Regions from separate parts of the Zea mays genome. Here regions 2, 3 and 4 are each linked to region 1. Evidence: chromatin contacts called from public Hi-C data. All regions are on one chromosome and are shown on one strand. The core of a region is the stretch at or near the end of the contact, and the rest is flanking DNA. Distances in the headings are between cores, read along the strand shown.

Region 1 (4,195 bases), core at 844-3,343:
TTATTCTTTACATAAAACCATTCTTCCATCCAGGCCCCTGGCCACCTCTTTCGAAACGTTGGAACTAGATAGCTTACATCAGAACGAGGCACGAAGCCATAACAACCAAAGTTATTGTGATATTGCTCCTTGCCAGTAGCCTTCGTATCATACAACAGCTCGTGCATGTTGCAGAAGCATTTTGCACTTAGCTCTAGTCCTTGGCTCCTCACGTCCAAATAAAAATCTTCATCCTGATTATAGCTTCGGGGGTAATCTGATGAAGAAAGATCTCAAAGGTCTTCAACTAGAAATTTACTCAATGGAAACTGAAGCACTACCTTCATGAAACTCCTGTAAACAACAACTTCGTCCACCTCAGGTGCAGGGGCGACGCTGTCCCCTCCAACTCTCACAATGGACATATCACGAAAATATCTTCCTTTCATAGCATCAATCTGGCTCTGTTTGATGGATGACTTTCCGAAGATAGTGTGGCTCGGCCGCCAGGGTCGATCTTCGACATCTTCGTTCCCACTTTCCACATTAAAGTTTTCGCTATCACCAGAATCTGTAGACAAATCAGCTAGCATTTCATTTGTAATCTTCTATGTGTTTGTCTTCTCCATAGCCTCGTAAAAACCAGCTAGAGCAGGATCAACAACTTTCTTCTCTTCAGCCATTTGGTGAGCACTTGTGCAAATGCCGAAACTCACAAATCGAGCAAAATATGACAGAACAAGAGAATTCAACCTTGAAAAATAACACAAGCGATTGAGATGGCGCATCAAATGCTATCACTGCAGGTTCCTATTTATATGCCCAGCGCATTGCACAGGCCCTACATGTCATTGACTTTCGCTATTCTAGCGAAGGGAAGATGTTTTTTCGGACCTTCGGCTAAAGGCCTTCGTTCACGTCGCAGTCTGAATTTGTTAAATACAAAAACAAATTAATACTACGAGGGGCTACTGTTGGGGGCCTTCCTCTTCCGAAGGTCCTCAAAAACTTAACTAACATGTTTCTCAGTATAAGACTGTTACAGGAGGTTTTCGGCCTTGAGATGAAGGTGTGCGTAATATGAAGGTGCGGTATGAAGGAAGGGTGAACGGGCGCCGAAGCTGTGCCTGAAGGACCTTCGGCTTAGCATGATAATGATGGTGAAGGATGGAACCGACTTAAAAGAGAAAAGACCACCTAGTCCTTGATAGTTTGCTTTATGGTCAACAGTAAATGTCAGGGACACGAATGTAATTTTGTCCAGGCTGCCTCATGTGCCTATAAATATATGAACAGTAACACCATACTGTTCACGCTGAATTGTAATCATTCTCGCGTCACTCTCGCTTTTCCATCTTCTGTCAAGCCGAAGGTACAAATATAATAAAAATGTCATTAATGTTTATCCATGTCTATAAAATGGGAGTATAAATAATCTAATGATTTGTAATGATTGTTTATATTCCTTTGTGTTTCATATGTCTCTATTTATATTCTGTTCACTAAAATCATGAAGGTATGCCTTTCATAACCTTCGTCTGAAAATCATTATATGATAGGAGAGATAATGCTTCGAAAGACGAATGTCTCTAATCATTAATAATTATGTTGCTTTGTTTTTTATGTATAGCATATGAAAACAAGGACCAACAGAAGATCTTAAGCTAATCCAATTACTTATCGGAGGAAAAGCATTGCGATCCATTGCAAGGAGGAGTACCATTTTATGTAGGAAAAATATCTAAATTGCCCTTATTATTATCTATAAACGATGTTGTATTTGAGTTGGTTCAATATACTTCTTTATAAAATTTGTATTTTTTATTTATTTATGTATAAACTGAGTTTTCAATATTTATATTTTTGGACATAGTTATAACATAACGTATTTTTTGTTTGAATTGAAGACTAAATTTGTACATAAAAAATAAAAAATTTATTAAGATATAGCTTAAACTAACTCAAATAGATGATGGGATAAATTGAACTAAAAATAAACATCATAGATGAGAGTAGTTTATTTTTTATTTTTTTATTACTTGGCGGTTTCTTGTAGCGCCACTTCAACCCCCTGTCCGCCCTCTGCTTCCACTCCCACGTCGTTATCCGGAAGAGCAACGGGGAGGAGAAAGATCCTCTCCCTCCTCCTCTGTACTCTTCTTTCCCGTCCCCTCCACGTCTCGTCTCCTCCCTCGCTGCGGTGCGGGATACGGGCTAGATTCAGTCAGCGCTCATGATCCGGAGGATCGAGGGCAACAACCAGCGCGGAGCGGCACAAGCCTCACGTGTCCGGGATCTCTTCTCCGCCCAGTAGGCTTCCTTGCCTTCGGGCGGTTTCCAGGTGAGGGAGGGCGACTCGCCTTCGTCTGATTGCTTTCTCTCTTTCTTCTTTCGTGCGATGTTGATAGTACCACCTCGCCCTCGGTGCCGCGCCCGTCGCCACGATCTGGTCTGCAGATGCTCATCTTGACTCCTGTGCGTCCAGTGAAACCCTCACGTGACGGGACTGAAAATGAACTCGACTGGAATCAGTATAGTGTCCGATTGGGGGGGGGGGGGGGGGGGGGGGGGGGGGGGCAAATCCCTCGCTTGCTGCCCTCAGATCGAGGACCCCGTCGAGGAATCGCTGTTTTTTTTTCTGGAAGTTCCCATCCTGAAATTGGTTATCCATGTCTTTTGAGTTCCCCGTTCCGATTGCTCAGGAAGTTTCCCACTCTGGAACCGGCCATTGCTTGATTGCTTCTTGGTCTACCGTGTACTTCAACGTTGCCTTGCCTACATGTCTCAGCATCTTATATATATTTAGACAAGACACTTGTGGTCTACATATCGACTGTAGTGTTGGGTATCTAACCTCCTGGTACCATCTATACTCCTTCAATGCTAAGCAATCATTGACTGATATAGTGATAGCTCCAGCCAACAGTACTTTCAGCATTTCATTTTGTTATATATGCATCTTGTCAATTCTTTGTTTGCCCCTGTTCTCCTGGTGGAACAAGTAAGCGCGTGCTAATCCGATGCCGAACAATTTTTTTTTGTGGCGCACAGGTTGGTAGCATGTGAGAGTGATGGCGGCCGCCGAAGCGAGGGCTGCCTGGCAGCGCGCCGCCAACCGCTGCATGGTCCAGGAGGACGCCAAGCGAGCTCCCCATCTGGTCTGCTGCTCGCCGCCCCTACAACCGCACGACACGAGCGATGGAAATCCTCTGAGCCCGCAAGATCTCCATGTCCCTACATTTGTGCCCATCAACTGGAACCTGATGAACTCCAGCCTGCCCATGGAGACCCAGTGGTGGCTCCAGTTGCAGCCCAACTTTGGGTGCCAGGCAGCCTTAGCTAGGGAGCGCCTCAACTATGTAGGTGCGGAAGCCGCTGAGAAGAAAACGGAGGGTCTAGCGCCAGTACCTAAACTTGAGGATGTCCAAGCAAACAAGGCCGCAGATCCTTTTGAGCCTCCATGGACCATTTCCGCGGCTGTCATGAAGCAAACATCTGGAACGGGTTTGGAAGAGTTGAAGAATCTCGCTTGCTATACCCCAGTGAGCCTCGACTGCAAAGGTAGTGCCAACAGATGTGTTTCCGAGGATAACAAGTTTACAGATTTCAAAGCTTTCGATCCTCTCTTCCCTAAGCCACAAAAGGAATACTGCGAAATGCATGCCCCCTGGAAAGAAACCAGAAAATCTCAGCCATGGTGGCAACTAGCTGATGCCGATGGTTTGGCTTCCCTTGTCGCTGAAAGAGCAATGGAAAACATTGTCGACAATGATCTGCCAAGGCCCACTCAGACAGTCCGGGTTCATGGGGGTGAAGTGAAGGTCCCTGAAAACAAGGATGATTATGGGCTGTCTGCTCTTTGTGCGGACAAAGAGCTGGATCCTGCACATGACACTATGGAGTGCAGCTACAGTGTTTCAAGCACCACCAACAACGACACGAACTCTTCTGATGGGGGGCATTGGCAACAACATCAAAGAAATAAAGAGCCCGGGTAATTTACCTTCTTTCACAACCAGTTAAATAACCACAAGTCCAAAACTACAATGATGTGTTTTCCTTGTGTGGTTTCCACTGCCTTTTCCCTGTTTTATGTAGTTCTCCTCACTGATGGAACTAGTTTCCATGTACTGCATTTAAGAGAGACTAATAGCATAGTATCCCTGTTTTATGAGTTCTAGTGTGTGTCTGGTGATATGCTCCTGTTCCCTGTTGT
Region 2 (4,195 bases), core at 1,210-3,709, 240 kb after region 1:
TTATCTTTTACCTTGTTTACCCCTGAATCACATGGGTAGTTTTTGCTATTGCTTTATATGGTTTTGGGATAATATTTCATTACATCCATGTTCCAATTATTTAGTTATGTTATTTATGTTCATGATAATGATCATTATGTTAATTGGAACATGGAGCGACCACTCGGGAAAACAGTGCTACCACAAGGGTTTAATGGGATGCCCTTGGCTGATTAACTAGGAAAGCTAGTGGAGGTCTTCCTTACCCGAAAGGGGCAAGGGTAGTAGGGGAGTGGTCAGTGTAGGGAGGTCATTGGGTTGATTTTGCTGCGATGGCGGTCAGGCGAGGGATTCCTGCACTGGAGCTTCCTATAAACTGTAGCGGGATTTCTGAAGCTAGTGGAACTTTGTAAAGGCCTCGTAGTGTTACCCTGCCTCGCTTCCTTGGTAGAGGTGTATGGGATTCATGACCCCTTGGCAGATGGGTAACACGGCTTGTGGGTAAAGATGTGCAACCTCTACAGAGTGTAAAACTAGTATACTAGCCGTGCTCACGGTCATGAGCGGCTCGGACCCTCACATGATTAATTTATGGAACCTAAATTCAATTTGTCATGTGCATTTGCATGGGATTATTTATTAATTTTGTTCTATTATTATTATGGTTGGTATTTACTTACATCTAGTAATTGCTAATAAAATTTTGACCAACTTTAAAAGCAATGCTCAGCTTTAACCATTCCCTTTGGTAAGCCTTACACTTCATGAACTCCCACCTTTGGTGAGTTCATACACATTATTCCCCACAACTTGTTGAGCGATGATCATGTGTGAGCTCACCCTTGTTGTCTCACACCCCCCACAGGAGAAGAACAGGTGGTTCAAGAGGAGCCGCATATCGAGGAGTTCGATTCGATCTAGGTGGAGTCTCACAGTTGACTTTCTGGCGCCAAGGATAGTTTTTAGATCCTGCTATATTTATATTTTATTTTGTAAGACTTCCGCTATGTAATAAGTACTCTGATTATTGTGACATTTATCTCTATACACTCTGTTATTATATATGTTGTCTTCTTTGGCGCATGTATGAGATGCACCCGGCTTTGTCCTTTAAAACCGGGTGTTACATCTTTGTTGTGATCTTTAGTTGATAAATGATGCATTGAACTATATGATAACTTTTGAATTGGTTGATTTTGAGCATTGAAGGAATTTAATTAAATATTGATTGTAGTTGTGAGTATGTGGATTATTTTGATGGGTGTTTAGTAATGGACCTAGAAATCTGTTTCCTAGATCCTTATACATGTACTCGATCTGTTTCAAATTATAAGATATTTTGATAAATTTTAGGTATTTTGTTTTACTATGTATCTATATATAATATATATCTAAGTGCTTAAAAAAGCTATGTATCTAAAAATATCAAAATGTCTTATAGTTTAGAACGTATAAAGTACTTATCCTCAACATTTACCTAACCACATGTTTTCCTACATAATCAACTAAGAACATGAACATCATTCTTAACCACATGTTTCCCTACATGATTAATTAAAATATTCATGTTTTCTATAGAAACACTAAATGAAATAGCTTCCTCTAGAGTACTAAATGTCATAGCCCACGATTTAAAATCTTGATCATCCCTCGTGTACTCTTATAGCTTACAAATTGCAAAGAAAATAATCACAGTACTTTTAGGCCTAGCATTGTGATTTTTTGACCAAAAACTATTGGTTGTGAAAAATGCTGACACTAATAATGCACACCGAACCATAAAAAGGGAGGAGAGAAAAAAATGTAAATTCGTATGCAACAAAAAAATTGAATATATGTGACTTTACCTCAAAAATAATGAGATATACTTCGAAGAATTTGTTGATTGAGCAATTTGCTTGGGAAAAATCTGTCATGCTATCAACTCCCTCTGTTTCAAATTTTAACATAATTTACTTTAATTTAAACTTCAACAAATTTGACCAAGTTTATTGTTTTAAAAAAAATAATATATATTAACTTTTACATGTTCAAAGAAAATATACTATCAAAACATATTCCAAGTAGAATTCAAAACAAGAGGATATCGTAGATATCGATGTACTTCATATAAAAGATACGGTTTTAAGAAATTTAGTCTAGAATAAAATTTAAAATAGACTATATAGTTTTGAATGGCTGGAGCAGATCAACGAGCGAAGCTGACAGCTGATGCTAGTAAAAACCTGTGAGATGGACAGGAAGTAAATTCAGCAGCGGCGACAGATCCCCGACCGAGCGCCACGAAGAGAACAAAACCGCAATGATCGTTGATCGAGCGAGCCCCCCGCTGAACAAAATGACAAAAGCGACCCCCAGGACCCAGGGACGTGGAGGAGGCCCAGCGCTGACGTGGATCTGACGGACCACCGGGACGCATCCGACGGCCGGGATCGTCCCGCCCCTTCTTTTATCCCCGGCCCGGCCCTCTCCATCCCGCACACGCACAGCACAGAGCTCACCCACCACTTCCCGTCTCCTCTCTCCTGTCCTGTCCTCCACACCACACGCGGGCACGAGAGAGACACAGGGAGAGAAGAGAGCTCGTGCTTGCATTTCCATTGCCGGCGCCTCTTCCTGTGATCGTCGCAGCATCACGACCGCACCGCACCCTTGCGTTAGCTCTGTCTTCTTGTCGTACGTACGTTTATTTCTTTGCTTGGAGCTAGCGGTAAAGGAGATATGGTGGGGAAGAGGGAGCGGGACTGCAAGAACCCGGTGCGCCGGACCACGAGCATGACGGAGTTCGCGCTCGCGGCGGTGATGGAGGAGGACGACGAGGAGGCCCAGCTGCCCGACAACGGCAGCAGCAGCAGCCGTGGCGGTGGGCAGCACCAGCAGGACTGGCTGTCCGCGCTCGGCGGCGGCGCCGCCGCAGCGCAGGAGGACTGGATCGCGGCGTACCGCGCCCGCGCGGCGCCGGCAAAAGCGGGGCTCCGCCGCAACTCGGCCGACTACTCGGCCGTCGAGACCGCCGCGTTCCTCCGCGCCTGCGGGCTCTGCCGGCGCCGTCTCGGCCCCGGCCGCGACACCTTCGTGTACAAGTACGTGTTCGCTCACCTGCGGGCTATTCTTGTCTTGAACCTGCGGCTGCGCGTCCTGAAACTCCTTTTTTTTTCTTCGATTCCCCCCGCTCACCTATATGGATGGCTAATTGGCTATACCTGTATGCAGGGGCGAGGCGGCGTTCTGCAGCCTGGAGTGCAGGGAGCGGCACATCACGCAGGAGGAGTGGAAGGACAAGTGCGCGGCGACGTCGATCAAGGACGCGGGTGCGGCGAAGGTCGTCAGCGGCCGCCGCCGCGCCGGCGAAGGCAAGGCCGGGGGCACGGTGGCCGCGGCATGACGAGGCGCACGCCCACGCAGAGGCTACACCTACTGCCAGTGCCAGCTTCTCCTCGACTAGGCAGCTGCAACTGCAAGCTCATCATCGATCGATCACTCGTCCACAACCACATCTATACCAGTCAGCATATTATTATTTATTTATATAAACCACCAGCTTAGCTCAATCGATTAGTTACCCGGATCGATCGCTGCATGCATGCAAGCCGTACAGACATCTACATGTACCATTAGAGCTAGCTCCAAGCAAAGAAATAATACCCTCCAATCCCGAGAGGAAATAAGTTCATTCCTACCTCAATCCTCTCCAATCTCGAAGGGGATTTGAGATTTCTAAAGTAGCTCTTAGCTTGATTTCATTGAGCAGCATGAGTATACTTGTGTAGGGGGGGGGGGGGGGGGGGGGAGTTAAAAGTGAAGGGAAGGAGAAGGGGCCAAAGTGGCTGCCGCACTAGCTTTGCAGATATGCGCCGCGCCACAGCAGAGTCGCTGTTGGGGTCGTCATCGGCTCATCGCCATAACCAAACATGTTATTATCAGAACAAGACAGTGTGAGTTTCAGTGTTGAGGAAGAATCTTGTGGGATGCATGGCGGTATTATTATCCACCGATACAAATCACCATTTGTACTATTGTAGTATATACTACAACCGTCTTATTATTTTTGCAAGAGTCGTTAGCTATTTCTCTACTATACGAAACAGCGGTTTCCATTGGTTTCACGGTTCTACCATCGACATTTTTTTTAAAAAAAATATTATATTTCTTTATAATCAACCCGATGTTCTTCTATTCACACCTTAAAAGATAACCACTGCAACCTAATCTCGCA
Region 3 (4,195 bases), core at 711-3,210, 230 kb before region 1:
CGCAAGGACCACCACACGATTGGTGTCTCTTGCCTCAATTACAAGTGAGTTTGATCTCAAGAAAGAATGAGAAAGAAAAGAAGCGATCCAAGCGCAAGAGCTCAAATGAACACAACAAATCACTCTCTCTAATCACTAAAGCTTTGTGTGGAGTTGGGAGAAGATTTGATCTCTTTGGTGTGCCTTGTATTGAATGCTAGCTCTTGTAATGTAGTTGGAAGGTGGGAAACTTGGATGACTTGAATGTGGGGGTGGTTGGGGTATTTATAGCCCCAACCACCAAACTAGCCGTTTGGTGGAGGCTGCTGTCGCATGACGCACCGGACAGTCCGGTGCGCCACCGGATAGTGTCCGGTGCGCCAGCCACGTCACCAGGCCGTTGGGTTCCGACCGTTGGAGCTCTGACTTGTGGGCCCGCCTGACATGTCCGGTGAATTATAGCGGAGCGGATTCCCGAAGCTAGCGGGTTCAGAGTCGCTCTCCTCTGGAGCACCGGACAGTCCGTTGAATTATAGCGAAGCGTCTCTGAGAATCCCGAAGGTGATGAGTTCAGCTTGGAGTTCCCTGGTGCACCGGACAGTCCGGTGCGCCAGACCAGGGCACACTTCGGTTATCCCTTGCTCTCTTTGTTGAACCCTTTTCTTGGTCTTTTTATTGGCTTATGTGAACCTTTGGCACCTGTAGAACTTATAGACTAGAGCAAACTAGTTAGTCCAATTATTTGTGTTGGGCAATTCAACCACCAAAACCAATTAGGAAATAGGTGTAAGCCTAATTCCCTTTCAAATAGGGACTCCAATACTCGCTAACCGATGCTAAATCCCTTATTAGGGTTAGGATATCAGACAAAAAGTCTCCCCATTGGTATAAATATGAGACAAAATATTCACCCATTAGGTAAGCAGAAATGGGTTTGGAAAGAAATCATCCAAAACCAATTAACCATGAGTAATATTCACCTAGTGAAATTAAATGTGTGTCCTAATAGATAATAAGCACAACAACTAACTCAATCTCTTTCAACTAACTTAATCTCTTTCAACCCTTTTAAGCACCCATCCACCTAGCCTAGGTGGTCAGCCACTAGCCGTCCCATCCACTAGTCCATATGTTTTTTTTTTGTGTTTTGCTGTTTTGTATGGTTAAACATATTTTTTTATTAAATGTCAGATTTATTGGTAGTGTATTATTGTTAGGTGCCGTGTGACTGTTAATGTCATATGAAATATAATTTAATAGTGTTTTCCTTGTCATGGATGAGGACCCATTGAGACCCTATATCAGAATAAGGATGTGTATGAGATGAATCTTATATCATAATAGATATAAGTATGAAAATAGGGATGTGTATAACTTCATGAGACCGTGTCCAACAAGGACCTGTATGTGGTTCTGTACGCCAAATTTACAGGACGCCGAGCTCCTTTGTTGGTCCAGCAACGGACGGTAAAGCCTCCGGTAAAATACCGGACGCTGCCTGCGCATGCTACATTTAGCGTTTCACTGTGCGTCCGCTACGCAGCCGGCCAGCAGGGGCATAGTGCTGATACGACAAGGATGGCCCACATGCAGCTCGTGGGACCAGGAGCTCACAGGAGGAGGCAACGACATTGGAACATGGGTCGGGCCCACAGTTGTCAAAAAATATAGAATATAGGATATAGAGGAGGAAATTTAGAGAACGCTGCTGGAGATGGTAGAGATATAGAGGATGTAATATTTTAGAGTGTACTGTAAAGGACGAAAAATATTTTTTTAGAGGATGAAATTTAAAGGACGTTGCTGAAGATAGCCTGAGGATGAGTACTAGATGTCTGGAGTCTGAACCTGGTGGAGAATTCCCCACAGAAGGAGAAGGAAAATAAACTAGGGTTTAGCCGGGGCCACACGGCAGGCTCCACGGCGTGGTTATGTCCGCCTTTATTCTCCCCCCACTCGTCTGCTTCGCCTCCACCTATCCGCCGCCTCCCAATCATCCTGCCCCCAAACTCCCACCCCGCAGCATCCCCACGCCACCACACCTCGTCGCGTCGCGTCGTCACCGGCGTGAAGATGGTCGGGCCAGGCCTCTACACCGAGATCGGCAAGAAGACCAGGGGTGGGTATCCGTCCTAAGGATTCCTTTCAAGCTCTGGGGATCATGGGTGCAGTTCGCTGGTTTATTCTCTTCTGTTGGTTTGCTTATTGTTGTTGGTTCGCTTTTTCCGCAGATCTGCTGTACAAGGACTACCAGACTGACCACAAGTTCACCCTCACTACCTACACCTCCAATGGCGTCGTAAGTGCTTCGCTCCGTTTCGGAACACCCCGTTTCCTCTTGTTCAGCTTCGGTCCTTTTACTAGGGCGTTGCTTTGTGCTTTCTCCGGACTGGAATGAATCTGGTTGACGTAGCTGTGGGATGGGTTCATGATCTTCTATTGGATTCGTCTGCCGGCTTCGGATTCTCTTGCTCGATCTTAGCGAGTGACTGTTCCAGCACAAGAGATTATTTATTGATTAGATTGGGGTTCCTGCAGAGCCCTGCTTATTAGTTGTGCTCTGTGTCTATCTGCTGGTTGGTTTTTTGATGTAGAGTACAGGATTCGGCAATGTGTGATTTACATGTGATGCTCTTTCACTAGTTTTAAATAAGTGGGTTGCTAGAGAAACCCTCTTGAGTCATGACCAGTGGAGGAAAGGGTTCGAATAAAAAGGGACAGTGGAACCCCTCGCGGTTGTGTTTCTAATAAAAACTGGAGGTGATGTGAAATAGCAGCAAGCTCGAGTTACATAACTGGTGTCGGGCTCAATTTTCAAGGGATGCTACACATGTTTGCACTATGTGGATACTGGGAGGACAGTGTGGGTAGTCAGTTATTGAGTAGAATAATTAAGGAGCTGAGCGATGTCAACGCGTGCCGTTGGATTTCCTTCCACGGTTGCTATGTGAGTAAATTGCTGGTTTTGATGAGTTTTAGATTTGTAGGAAAAATGTATCTGTACTGAACTAAAACAATGAGAATAATAAAACTATAACCGAAGTATCAAACACCTGGAAAAAAGATTGTGTTGAACCCCAATTATGCTGTTACCTTAATTATGTTTCTCAACTCATATTGACTTTTGCAACTTGCATTTCCGTTGATGTATTGGAATCTGGAATTATGTATGCTCATTGCTCTTGTCTTAATGGTAACACTTGCATGATTTAACAATTAATCCTTTGGTGTGCGTGTATATGTTTGATTGTTCTACATGCTTCTAAAAATTGTTACTATGTTAGAGTCATTTGCATTCATGGCTAGCATATTCTTATGATTTTAATATCCTCTCTTACTTTTTCATGCAGGCTGTAACTGCTTCTAGCACAAAGAAAGCTGACCTGATCCTTGGCGAGATCCAATCACAGATAAAGAACAAGAACATGACCATAGATGTGAAAGCAAACTCGGAGTCAAATGTAAATCTCTCTCTGTATATGTATATACTTAACCCCTGGAAATTGCATCCCTTGCTCAAAATGGACCTCCAACATGTTCATTTATTATGATATCGCCTAGACTAATAATTGTACTTTGACAAACTACTATCAAGCATGCTAATTATGGTGGTCAACAATTTGCTCTCTGACTAACTAGTTGATCTGCCATATTTCTCACGTTCTGACTGCTTGTTTGATGTGATGTTCAGATCATTACGACAATTACTGTTGATGAGATTGCAACACCAGGGCTGAAGACCATCTTAAGCTTTGCTGTTCCTGATCAGAGATCTGGAAAGGTAATAATCTAATTCACTTTATCATTTCTTAAATGGAAGCTTATTCTTCAAAAAAGGGCAGACCTAGTGCTGGAGGCTCCCTCGAGTGGGGTATGGGGAAGAGATAAACCGAGACAAGCATTCCCCTCACAAATATGGAGATGCTGCTTCTGCTTTGAACCACACTCTGGTGACTCAATGAGACAGCTCTCCACTGCATCGGGCCTGCCCTTTGAAGCTTATTCTTCAATGTATTCATTTATTAATTTCTGGCTGCAGGTTGAGCTCCAGTATTTGCATGATTATGCTGGAGTTAATGCAAGCATCGGTCTGACAGCCAATCCTGTAGTCAACCTCTCTGCTGCCTTTGGTACTAAGGCTGTTGCAGTTGGTGCCGATATCTCACTTGATACTGCAACTGGGAACTTGACTAAATACAATGCTGCACTGAGGTTC
Region 4 (4,195 bases), core at 933-3,432, 150 kb after region 1:
CGAATGGACTGATCACTGACTTAATCGCACCCATCAGGCCTTTGCAGCTTTATGCTGATGGGGGTTACCAGCTGAGAATTAGGAGCCTTGAGGGTACCCCTAATTATGGTCCCCGACACTATTAGCGTTTGATTTTTATAGGATCACCTATTCACCCTCCCTCTAGGTGCTCTCAACGACAACATACATGTAATATGTGAGATTCTTAAATAACATGCTTCTAAACTTTGTTTTGTGATATTTTTATTGTATAATTTAATTTGTATCAGTTTATTTTTGTATTGGTTGTTGACATTTTTTGAGATATTGAGTTCAATTATATATGTGGTGTTTGTTTTTATGTAATCGTTGTGTAAAAATATTTTGTATGTCGTTGCAACGAGCGGGCATCTAACTAGTCTCTACTATACTTAAAGCACTAGTTTCAACGGTCGTCCCACGTCATCTTTTTACAAATAACCCCTCACAACTATTTTAAATTGCCCCGCTGATGACCAAACGGCGGCCCGGCACGGGCCAGACGCCCGCGGGCCCAGGCACGTCATGCCGGCCTGCTGACTATGCTGGGCTGGCCCGTTAGCCCGTCGGCCCATTTGATTAAATCAACGCAGCCCGGTAGCTCGTCGGCCATTTGATTAAATCAACGTAAAATGTTAAAAAATGGTGCAGAAGGTGTGGTTCAAACCCATGCCTTGATGGAAGAAGGACATGAGACACTAGGTGAAGCTGTCTAACCAGTAGAACATCATGCTCAAGTGTTTTTAATATTGAATATAAATTGTATATATGTATATACGTTTTTTGTAAAATAAAAAATATAATCATGTCGGGCCGGGCCAGCACTACGGGCCGAGGCTACAGCCCAAACACGGCACGGCGTTCTTGGCTCTTGCTAGCATTAGGTCGTTTCTGAGACCACATTCGCGCAATGGACTCCATGGTGTCTGAGGTTGCTGAATTGGATGAAGCAACAATGATTTGTCACACTAACAGTAAAAAGAAAGGTTATTTGTTAGTTTTCAACGTTAGTAATTGCTACGAAGTAGAATAATTTATATGGAGCGCATCCAGTTTTTATTGATGCCTGACTTTAGCAATCACTCTATATTTTGATCTATTTTTTTATAAGTTTGAGTTCATATGACTTATTTTAGAAACTTGAGCTAACAAACTTTCTCTTATTTGGTCTCTGTATGGTGGAATTATGTCATTCTATAATCTCTGTTCGTTCAGTCAGTCGTTGTGAACTCTCTTCTAATCGCTAACTTCATTGGCTGTGTTGTACCAAGACATACTGGATGGAGTAAACAATAACATCAGTTAGTCAAATCAAAAAATATTATACGGAGAGCAGAGACAATTAATAATAAATCTTGAAATTTTTTGTATGGATAGTTTATGTGGATATTGTTATAAGCCGTCGCAACGCACCAACAAACAACTAGTATAAGAAAACATAACAGATTAAATGACCCCCTCCTCCTACAATCACGGCCTAATACTGGAATTATCTATGACCTGCAAAGTGGTGGTCCACATGCAGGTACCCGATGAGGGAACAACGGCACAGCTCAGCGGACGAAACGTGGCAGTTGGCGGACCCTGATTGGAGTCCCTGCCCGTCGGTCCCTTGCTGGGAGTGGGACTCCCCTACTGCCAACTTGCTAGTATCTGAAGCCTGGAGCTGGAGGACAGAGCTGAGACAGCCCAGCTCCAGCAGTTGTTGAGCAACCAGCCCACGGCAAATGCATGAGCAGGGTTTTCTGTTACGCGGGTTCATCGAATCATCGCCTCCAGGAATGAGGAAACTGAAGACTGGTTGAGGAGGAGCTAGGGGCATCAATGCAATCATGGGCCCAAAATGTTGTTAGTCTTTACTAGTTACCTTGCAGAAACGGCATGTAAACAACTATACAAAGCTGGCTTTTTTTCCGCGGAGTCCGTTTGCGCTGAACTCGGCAGCGCATCTGGGGGAAACTTCTCGCGGGCGGTCACGCCCACAAATCGATACACGGCGAGGCTAGCTGTAGCTGTACACACACATACAAACCGTACCGGGCCTCACCTGCCTGCAAGGAAGAAGCAGCTCAGGTCAGTGAGCTGATGGTGCCGGGGGGCCGCGCCTGCTAGCTATATATACACACGCGACCTTCTTCTAGCTTGCTAGCTGCCATTCATCATCAGAGCTAGCTAGCTCAGAGAAGAGAAGAGCTGTTGCGTAGCGCGCGCGCGCGCGCTGTGACGACGACTGTGAGTAGCGAGAGAGTGAGTGAGTGGTGACTATTTCAAGAACATCAGCTCGACCGTTTCTTCGACCCCGCGCCCTTTCCTGCTAGTAGCTTTGGAACTAACTGAACCATGGGAGGCACGCTGGAGTACCTGTCGGACCTGCTGGGCGGCTGCAGCAGCAGCAGCCGGCGCCGGTACAACAGGAGGACGCAGTTCCAGACGGTGGAGCTCAAGGTGCGCATGGACTGCGACGGCTGCGAGATGAAGGTCAGGAACGCCCTCTCCCGCATGAAAGGTACAGCAGTCTTTTTATAATTAATTTACACTACTGCTAGCTACTTATTCGTTTAATTTTTCATCGCGTTCGCCGTTATATATCTCAACTGACGATGACGAGGACACCTGCATGATAATTCTTCAGGGGTGCATTCCGTGGAGATCGACCGGAAGCAGTCCAAGGTGACGGTGCAGGGGTACGTGGAGCCTCACAAGGTGGTCAAGCGGGTGCAGGCCACGGGGAAGAAGGCGGCCGAGATCTGGCCCTACGTGCCCTACAGCCTCGTCGCGCACCCTTACGCCGCGCCGGCCTACGACAGGAAGGCGCCGCCGGGCTACGTGCGCAGGGTCGACGCCGTCATGCCCGCCTCCAGCTACGGCGGACCCACGGCGGCCGGCCCGCAGGAGGAGCGGCTCGTCAACATGTTCAGCGACGACAACCCCAACGCATGCTCCATCATGTGAATTTCAATTACTACTGTGTCAAATAGCTATAGACCACGGGTGCAGCTCTCTTCGATCACAGAACAAGTATATGCATGGTCGCCTCGGTTGGATGTTTATGTCCATGACAGAATATATATATATATATATATATATATATATATATATATATATATATATATATATATATATATATATATATATATATATATATATATATATGTCTTTTGTGTGAGCAGCTGGAGTAGATAAGCGTAAAAAATGTTTTCCTCAACTGTAGCCTGTAGGCGGCGGTAGAGTTAATTAGACAAAATATTTTATAAACTAAGACCTTTAATATCCACACAACTCACAAAAGTCATTCATTCAACAACCATAGATATCCAGTTCAATGCATATTTGTCCCAAAGCCATATGGTTCACAAAAGCCATTCGTTCACCAATCGAACAAAGAATTGCATAAGTTCCAATGTAAAAGAAGCATACACACGTACTCAGGAGTACAGGCACTGAAACCGCCGCTTGGATAATTCGCGCTGTGGCCACATTGTCCTATAGGAGGGGTAGGCCGTAGCTCCTCAGCACGCTCAACGACCGAACGACGACGCCATCGCCATGGCTGGCAGCTGCTTCCTGACGCTATGCGCTGATCGATCCTGAGGTGAGGCAGAGAGGAAGGAAGAACAAGTGGCATCTAAGAGCCGAACTGAATCTGCTAATAAGAGCACGAGCGGTCGGAGATGGAGCTAGGATATGGGGGATATCCAAAAACCGCCCACCATTGGCCTATAGTTTTCTGGACGCGGCGTCGGGGAAGCGCTTGGAGGCGACGCTGCGTCAGGGAGGCGCGCGGGGCTGGGCACGGAGACAGAGAGGCGCTGGAGGCGACGTCCGGTGGCGGCGACCAAGGAGGCGGGGCACGACGGCGGGGTCCAAGAGCGCAAGGGAGATAAGGGAGAGATGGGTGTGTGCGTGAGAGAGGTCACGGGCTGGTGTGGTTCGCCCTAGAAACAATTAACTCACATCGGCAAAAGGTTTAGCTGATGGGAGTTAGCTAATCTACGTCGGCTACATCTGGATGCCGACGGTAATTAACTTACTCCCGTCAGTTGTATATCAGTTGTAGAAGTGGCCGATGAAAATTATTTTAAATCACATCGGCTAGAAGCTGGCCGACGGGAGTTATTTAATTTCCATCTGTCAGATCTAAAACCGATGGGAATTATTCTGGCTGGCAGGAATCTTC

Evidence for each region. Hi-C and Micro-C count contacts between places; a contact is called where the count stands out from the background.
Region 2: a contact with region 1 is called in a Hi-C map of leaf, with 5 times the contacts expected there. The contact joins the promoter of LOC103647382 here to the promoter of LOC100278420 in region 1. A contact is called at or near these places in 4 of 25 Hi-C or Micro-C datasets (bundle sheath, leaf and tassel).
Region 3: a Hi-C map of tassel shows a contact between it and region 1, with 2.5 times the contacts expected there. The contact joins the promoter of LOC542622 here to the promoter of LOC100278420 in region 1. A contact is called at or near these places in 4 of 25 Hi-C or Micro-C datasets (ear, leaf and tassel).
Region 4: a Hi-C map of endosperm shows a contact between it and region 1, with 4 times the contacts expected there. The contact joins the promoter of LOC100285302 here to the promoter of LOC100278420 in region 1. A contact is called at or near these places in 3 of 25 Hi-C or Micro-C datasets (ear, endosperm and tassel).

Annotation. Positions count from the first base shown.
Region 1 is chr2:181,734,565-181,738,759 of Zm-B73-REFERENCE-NAM-5.0, forward strand. It overlaps LOC100278420, which reads left to right and starts at 2,094. Exons shown (of 3, transcript NM_001374046.1): 1 at 2,094-2,320; 2 at 3,031-3,973. The coding sequence starts at 3,051.
Region 2 is chr2:181,978,749-181,982,943 of Zm-B73-REFERENCE-NAM-5.0, forward strand. It overlaps LOC103647382, which reads left to right and starts at 2,460. Exons shown (of 2, transcript XM_008671926.3): 1 at 2,460-3,062; 2 at 3,193-4,043. The coding sequence starts at 2,701. The coding sequence ends at 3,364.
Region 3 is chr2:181,509,071-181,513,265 of Zm-B73-REFERENCE-NAM-5.0, forward strand. It overlaps LOC542622 (voltage-dependent anion channel protein1a), which reads left to right and starts at 1,961. Exons shown (of 6, transcript NM_001112149.1): 1 at 1,961-2,098; 2 at 2,211-2,278; 3 at 3,330-3,440; 4 at 3,671-3,760; 5 at 4,019-4,195. The coding sequence starts at 2,053.
Region 4 is chr2:181,880,865-181,885,059 of Zm-B73-REFERENCE-NAM-5.0, forward strand. LOC100285302 (metal ion binding protein) reads left to right here and starts at 2,183. Exons shown (of 2, transcript NM_001175031.1): 1 at 2,183-2,524; 2 at 2,651-3,061. The coding sequence starts at 2,359. The coding sequence ends at 2,970.